Linked DNA regions of Oryctolagus cuniculus: region 1 is linked to region 2. Evidence: chromatin contacts called from public Hi-C data. All regions are on one chromosome and are shown on one strand. The core of a region is the stretch at or near the end of the contact, and the rest is flanking DNA. Distances in the headings are between cores, read along the strand shown. Region 1 holds the start of ELL2 (elongation factor for RNA polymerase II 2). Region 2 has its middle 37 kb from the start of GLRX.

The links. A called contact is a pair of places that touch in the nucleus more often than the background predicts.
Region 1: a Hi-C map of an unstated tissue shows a contact between it and region 2, with 4 times the contacts expected there. The contact joins the promoter of ELL2 here to the enhancer-like site in region 2. A contact is called at or near these places in 3 of 6 Hi-C or Micro-C datasets (ear pinna, psoas muscle and an unstated tissue).

The regions. Positions count from the first base shown.
Region 1 is chr14:18,540,120-18,542,819 of mOryCun1.1, reverse strand. ELL2 (elongation factor for RNA polymerase II 2) reads left to right here and starts at 1,404. Exons shown (of 12, transcript XM_002713941.5): 1 at 1,404-1,743. The coding sequence starts at 1,597.
Region 2 is chr14:18,443,499-18,446,198 of mOryCun1.1, reverse strand. No RefSeq gene overlaps it. Among named protein-coding and RNA genes, the nearest start is that of GLRX, 37 kb to the right of the region's middle. Within about 2 kb of position 1,293, at least 1 of the 8 cell types and tissues checked has an H3K27ac peak or open chromatin away from gene starts, as enhancers often do.

The sequences.
Region 1 (2,700 bases), core at 155-2,654, 97 kb before region 2:
TAAAGCAATTCCTTTCTAAAAGTAAGATTCTGAATTCACTTTTTTTGTGTGATTGCCTAATTCCCTATTTAATGAATTTAAGATAATTAACACTCTGTATTAACACTAAAGGAAACTAAATTAACAAGTGTTAACCATGTCTTCACAGCCAGCCTATTCAGGCGCGCTGACATGAAGTCAGTTTACAAACTTCTCCTGTGATGTCACCAACACTTAATACAGGTCTTCCATATAATCCGTACTCTACAAAGAGAATTCGTTCTGAAATTCATGCCATCACATACAACCTTGCCCGAGGGTCTCAATGGAAAGGGCGTGAACCTATAGGGGAAAAAGGTTTATTCAGGTGTGTAGGGCGGCGGACTCACGGGGGAAAAAAAAAGTCACAGCCTAATCCTATTAAAAAGGATGGGAAATACTGATTAGATATCTAAAAAATTGTTCCTGGGGAACCGAGTAAAAAGCACCTCAAATTTCTGCTTTTCTCTGGTGTTTCTGACCACGCGACGGGGAGCCTGCCTGTCAGGCCGACCACCGACGCCCCCTCACGGAGCCCAGCACGGCCCTGCCACCTCCGCTTCCCCTCAGGAGGCAGGCCTCACGCACCTAACAAAGCCGGCCCAAGGACAAGGAGATGGGTTAGGTCAAGGCCGGTTCTGCCCTTCGGAAGGCGTCACCACCCTAACCTAGGGCGCCTCTCCCTACGCCATCAGGGCGGCGGGCTGCCGCCTCCCGGGGTCACTTAGCAGAGACCTCGAAGTTCGGTCCTCGCTGAGCCTGGGTCCGCCTCTTGAAAAAGACATTCCCCCAGGCGCACGGCTCTGTCCCTGAGACTCAACCCAGCACAACCCCCAAAGGCCAGGCTGCACTCACTCCCGTCAAGTTCAGGGGGCCGTGAGGAAAGCGGGGGTCCTCGCAGGCCCACCTGCTCCACCGCAGTCCTCAACTGGGTTTTGAGAATCCCGCCCTCCCGCACCCCGTTTCGACTCCTACTGCGTCCTCCTCACGCACACACACCCCCAAGCTCCCGCGGGCTTCCCGAGCCGTCGAAGGACAACGCCCCGACGTGGTCCCCGTCACGTCCTCGCACCCCGACTCTCCCCGGCCATCGCCCCGGGGGCGGGGCTCCGACTCTAGGAAACCAGACCAGGCAACCCAGGCACCCAGCGAGCCGGGGATCCCCACGCCAGCCTGGCCAATCGCGGCTGGCGAACCAAGGCGACCAGACGTGACGTCAAACGTGATTAAGTTGGCGCGTCACCCCGACGTCAGCCTCTCTGCCCTCGGACGTCCCGTCCCGGGAGCAAAACTCCGGCGACTTTGGGCCCCGCCCCTGTGAGAGCGGAAGGCAGCCAATGAGGACGCCGCGGAGCGGAGCGGAGCCAATGAGGAGAGGGCGGGGCGGGGCGCGAGGCCGGAGGGTGGGGCGGGCGGCGGCAGTGGCAGCCCCAGGTCTGGCTGAGCGCAGTATATGACAGTACGTCAGCAGCGGGATGGCCGTAGCTGTGGCGGCGGCTGCAGGAGCCCGAGCAGCCGCGGCCGCAGTGGAGGCTAAAGCCCGAGCGGCGTCGGCGGCGGCACCCCGGGGAGTTTAAGATGGCGGCGGGGGGGGCGGCGGGCCTGCGGGAGGAGCAGCGTTACGGACTGTCGTGCGGGCGGCTGGGGCAGGACCACATCACCGTCCTCCATGTGAAGCTCACGGAGACAGCGCTCCGGGCGCTCGAGACTTACCAGAGCCACAAGGTGAGCTGGTCGACCGGGCGGGCTCGGGGTGGGCACCCTCGCCTCCCGCCGCGCCTCCTCAGACTCGAGGCACCAGCGCGGGGTGTCCCGGAGCCTGGCTCTCCGCTGCCGCCGTCAGCGCCCGCGGCGGGCGGGCGGCCGGGCCGGGCAGGGCAGGGCAGGGCCGGGCAGGGTCGCTGACGCCGCGGTCCCAGGCCGGCCGGGCGCTGAGGCGTTCCGAGGAGGGCGAGCGGACGGGCGGCCCCTGGCGGCGGGGCCGAGGCCGCCGCAGCCCTGGCTCGGCTGCGCCGCCGCTGCGGGACTTTCCGACGGCGATCGCGGATTTCCTAGCTGGTTGGGTCCCAAGGAGAGAGAGAGAGAGGGAGACTGGGGCGAGTAAGGGAGCGGGCCTGAGGCGCGGCGTGCCGATCAAGAGCCGGGAGGACCCGTGGGCACGAGCTGCCCGCGATTTCGTGCTAACATATGGGCCCGGTGGACCCGCATAGCCGCGGATCCCGGCGCTCTGCGAATGGGGCTGGGACACGATTGGAACTCCCAGGGACTTGGGGACACGCGAGCACTCCGGGGCGCTTCCCTTAATGGGGGCACACGATGTGCTCGTGGAGGTGGGACCGGCACTCCGGGTACTGGGGATGGGGGGTTGGGGTGCACTCGGGTGCCCTTGCCCTGGCCTGGACGGAGGACGGGCACGCACCTTGCATTCTCGGGGGACACAGGCGCCTCGCGTTCCCCGAGACACCCTGCGCCCCGGACCGCCGCCGCCTTCCCGGGAAAGACCCGGGCACTCAGGCAGGGGCTCAGGGTGCCGGGGAGAGAACATCGCGGAAGCTGGCTGTCCCGGGAGACGCCTTGCGCGGGGGCTGAGTCGCCGAGCCCAGGTGCGGTGCGGGGAAGAAACGCTGCATCCTGGGCTAAGACTCGCTGACTGGAGCCTCTCCGCTCTCCGCGCTCCGGAGA
Region 2 (2,700 bases), core at 44-2,543:
AAGCCACGGCCTGTGGGGCTGGCTTCCATATGGGTGCCGGTTCGAGTCCTGGCTGCTCCACTTCCAATCCAGCTCCCTGCTGATGCACCTGGGAAAGCAGTGGAAGACGGCCCGCGGGCTTGGGTTCCTGCCACTCCTGTGGGAGACCTGGATGAAGCTCCTGGCTCCTGGCTTCAGCCTCACCAGCCCCAATTGCTGTGGCCATTTGAGGAGTGAACCAGCAGATGGAAGATCTGTGTATGTGTGTTTGCGTGCGTATGTCTCCTTCTATCTTTCAAATAAATCTTTTTTTAAAAAAATTTTTTTAAAAAAATGAGGGGCAGTCATGTGGAGGTAGGAACAGGTTGGGGATGGAAAATACCAAGGAAGCTGTTAACTGATTTCTACTCCTCTCTCAGGCCTGGTTCATGAATTCACCTTAGATACACACGCACGGGAAATAACACCCAGGGTTCGGCCTGCACAGGAAAAACCATGCAGGGTTCGGTACCACACGAGGCTGTGGGCCCTGCGGGGACCCTTGGAGCACCCCCTGGCGTAAGGGGGGACCGCCACTTAAGACCGCCCTATTTAGGGGGTAGATGACTAATGCCCCATACTGTAGATCCGTCCCACCTGGGCTCCCTACAGTGATCAGGGAAACAGGCGGTTCCCCGGGGGACCGAGGCCCGGCCAGGGAGAGCCTAGCGCAGCCTGGCAGAAGGCGGCCTGGGCCGGGCCGCGGGAGGACAGGATGCCCAGACCGCGGCGGGGGACGGGCACACGTGGACTCACAACGCCGGGCACAAGCGCTTTGTCTTCCATCGTGCACTGACGCCAGAGCCCCACCGCCTCTGACAAAGGCCCTCGTCAGTCAGCGCTGTGTGTCACCGCGGGCGCCGGCCACGCCGCAGCCAGGAGCGGGCAGACCCACGTCCCCAGCGGTGCGGCCACCGCAGCCTCAGGCCGGCGCGGACGCAGCGCCACCTGCTGGACGCGTGGCCTGGCGCGGCTCGCACGGACCTAACCGCCTCTGCGCGCTGGTGGCTTCGCGGCGACAGCCAGGCTCAGCCGCTAGGAGAGCAAACAGCCAGGCAGGAATAAGTAACCCTGCGTCCAAACCGGACCTCCAGGCAGCCCGCCGTTCCGACCTCACGGTGGAACGCGGCCTGTGCAGGAAGAGGTGTGTGCGTGCATGAGCGTGCATGCGTGTGCACCAGTGTGCATGGGTGTGCTGGAAAGGGGGCGCCGTGGGCACCTTTGCTGGCTGGATTTATCAGGCATTCTGCAGCTAACAGACTTCCACTAAGTGCACCCGTCCATTAGGTGCTGTCTCTTCTGCACGAGTGGGTGGAGCAGTCTCAGCCCACTGAGTGGCCAGGACCCTGGCTGTCCTGGCAGATGACTCAAGGTCCAGCCACCCAAGGCTTTTCCAGGGCCTCAGCCCACACGGAAACAAAGAGCGTCCCAGTCCACGCGGGGCCCTGGCCGGCAGCACGGAGGGGATGATGAGGTGTCAGCCAGCCAGCCGCAGGGGAGGAGGACTTGGGAAACTCAGACCAACTGGAGAGATGTGGTCACGGCCGAGGACGTGACCTAAAGCCACAGCCCTGAAGTAGGAAGCCTGAACAAGAAAAGCCAAGGTGTTCAGCCAAAGGCCTCGCTGTTTGGACAACGGAGAAGTCAGCTGACAGTGCCAGGAACACCAGGGCCCAAGAGGCTGGCTGTTCTGTATTTTCCTGGCTACGGAATCACGAAGACGACCGTATAATAAAATCCACAGTATCCAACAGGCCGAGGGCTCTGCTTCTGCTTTCGCAGGTAGTTCTTGCAGCTGGGCTGGATGGCACAGCTGTAAGAGTAGCCTTGCTTTGCAGGTAAGGACATTGAGGCTCAGAGCCGGTAAGTCATCTGCCCAAGGTCGCACAGCTTGGAAGGGTTAGAAGGAAGACTTGGGCCGGCGCCGCGGCTCACTAGGCTAATCCTCCGCCTAGTGGCGCTGGTACACCGGGTTCTAGTCCCGGTCGGGGCGCCGGATTCTGTCCCGGTTGCCCCTCTTCCAGGCCAGCTCTCTGCTGTGGCCCAGGAGTGCAGTGGAGGATGGCCCAAGTGCTTGGGCCCTGCACCCCATGGGAGACCAGGAGAAGCACCTGGCTCCTGGCTTCGGATCAGCGCAGTGCGCCGGCCGCAGCGCACCGGCCACGGCGGCCATTGGAGGGTGAACCAATGGCAAAGGAAGACCTTTCTCTCTGTCTCTCTTTCTCACTAGCCACTCTGCCTGTCAAAAAAAAAAAAAAAAAAAAAGGAAGACTCAATGCCAGCCCTCCGTGGCATGCTTCCGGTGCTTGCTGCTTCCTGTGTCCACACCACCTTGACCCCTGAGTGTGGAAGCCAGGCTGTAAGGCCAGCTTGCCTCTGCGTGGTTTGCAGCCAGGAAGGCAACGTGGGGAATAGTCGGGACAAATAGTTCTGGGTCAGAGGTCAGGGGACAGGCAGCACAGACTCTGAGACCCTAAAACAAACCAACTTCTCACAGCAGCTCTCGGCCGTGCGGGGCCCACAGGGGGGGCTGGGCTGGCTGTCGCTGAGTGTGTCCCCACCTGCTCCTGGGCACTGCAGGCTGCAGACTCCACTTCCAGGGCTGCCCCACACCCCCACAGTGGAGCTGGGGGCAGACGTGAAGAACACCGTGGGTGGCGTCATCTTTTGAGGTCCCCCCAC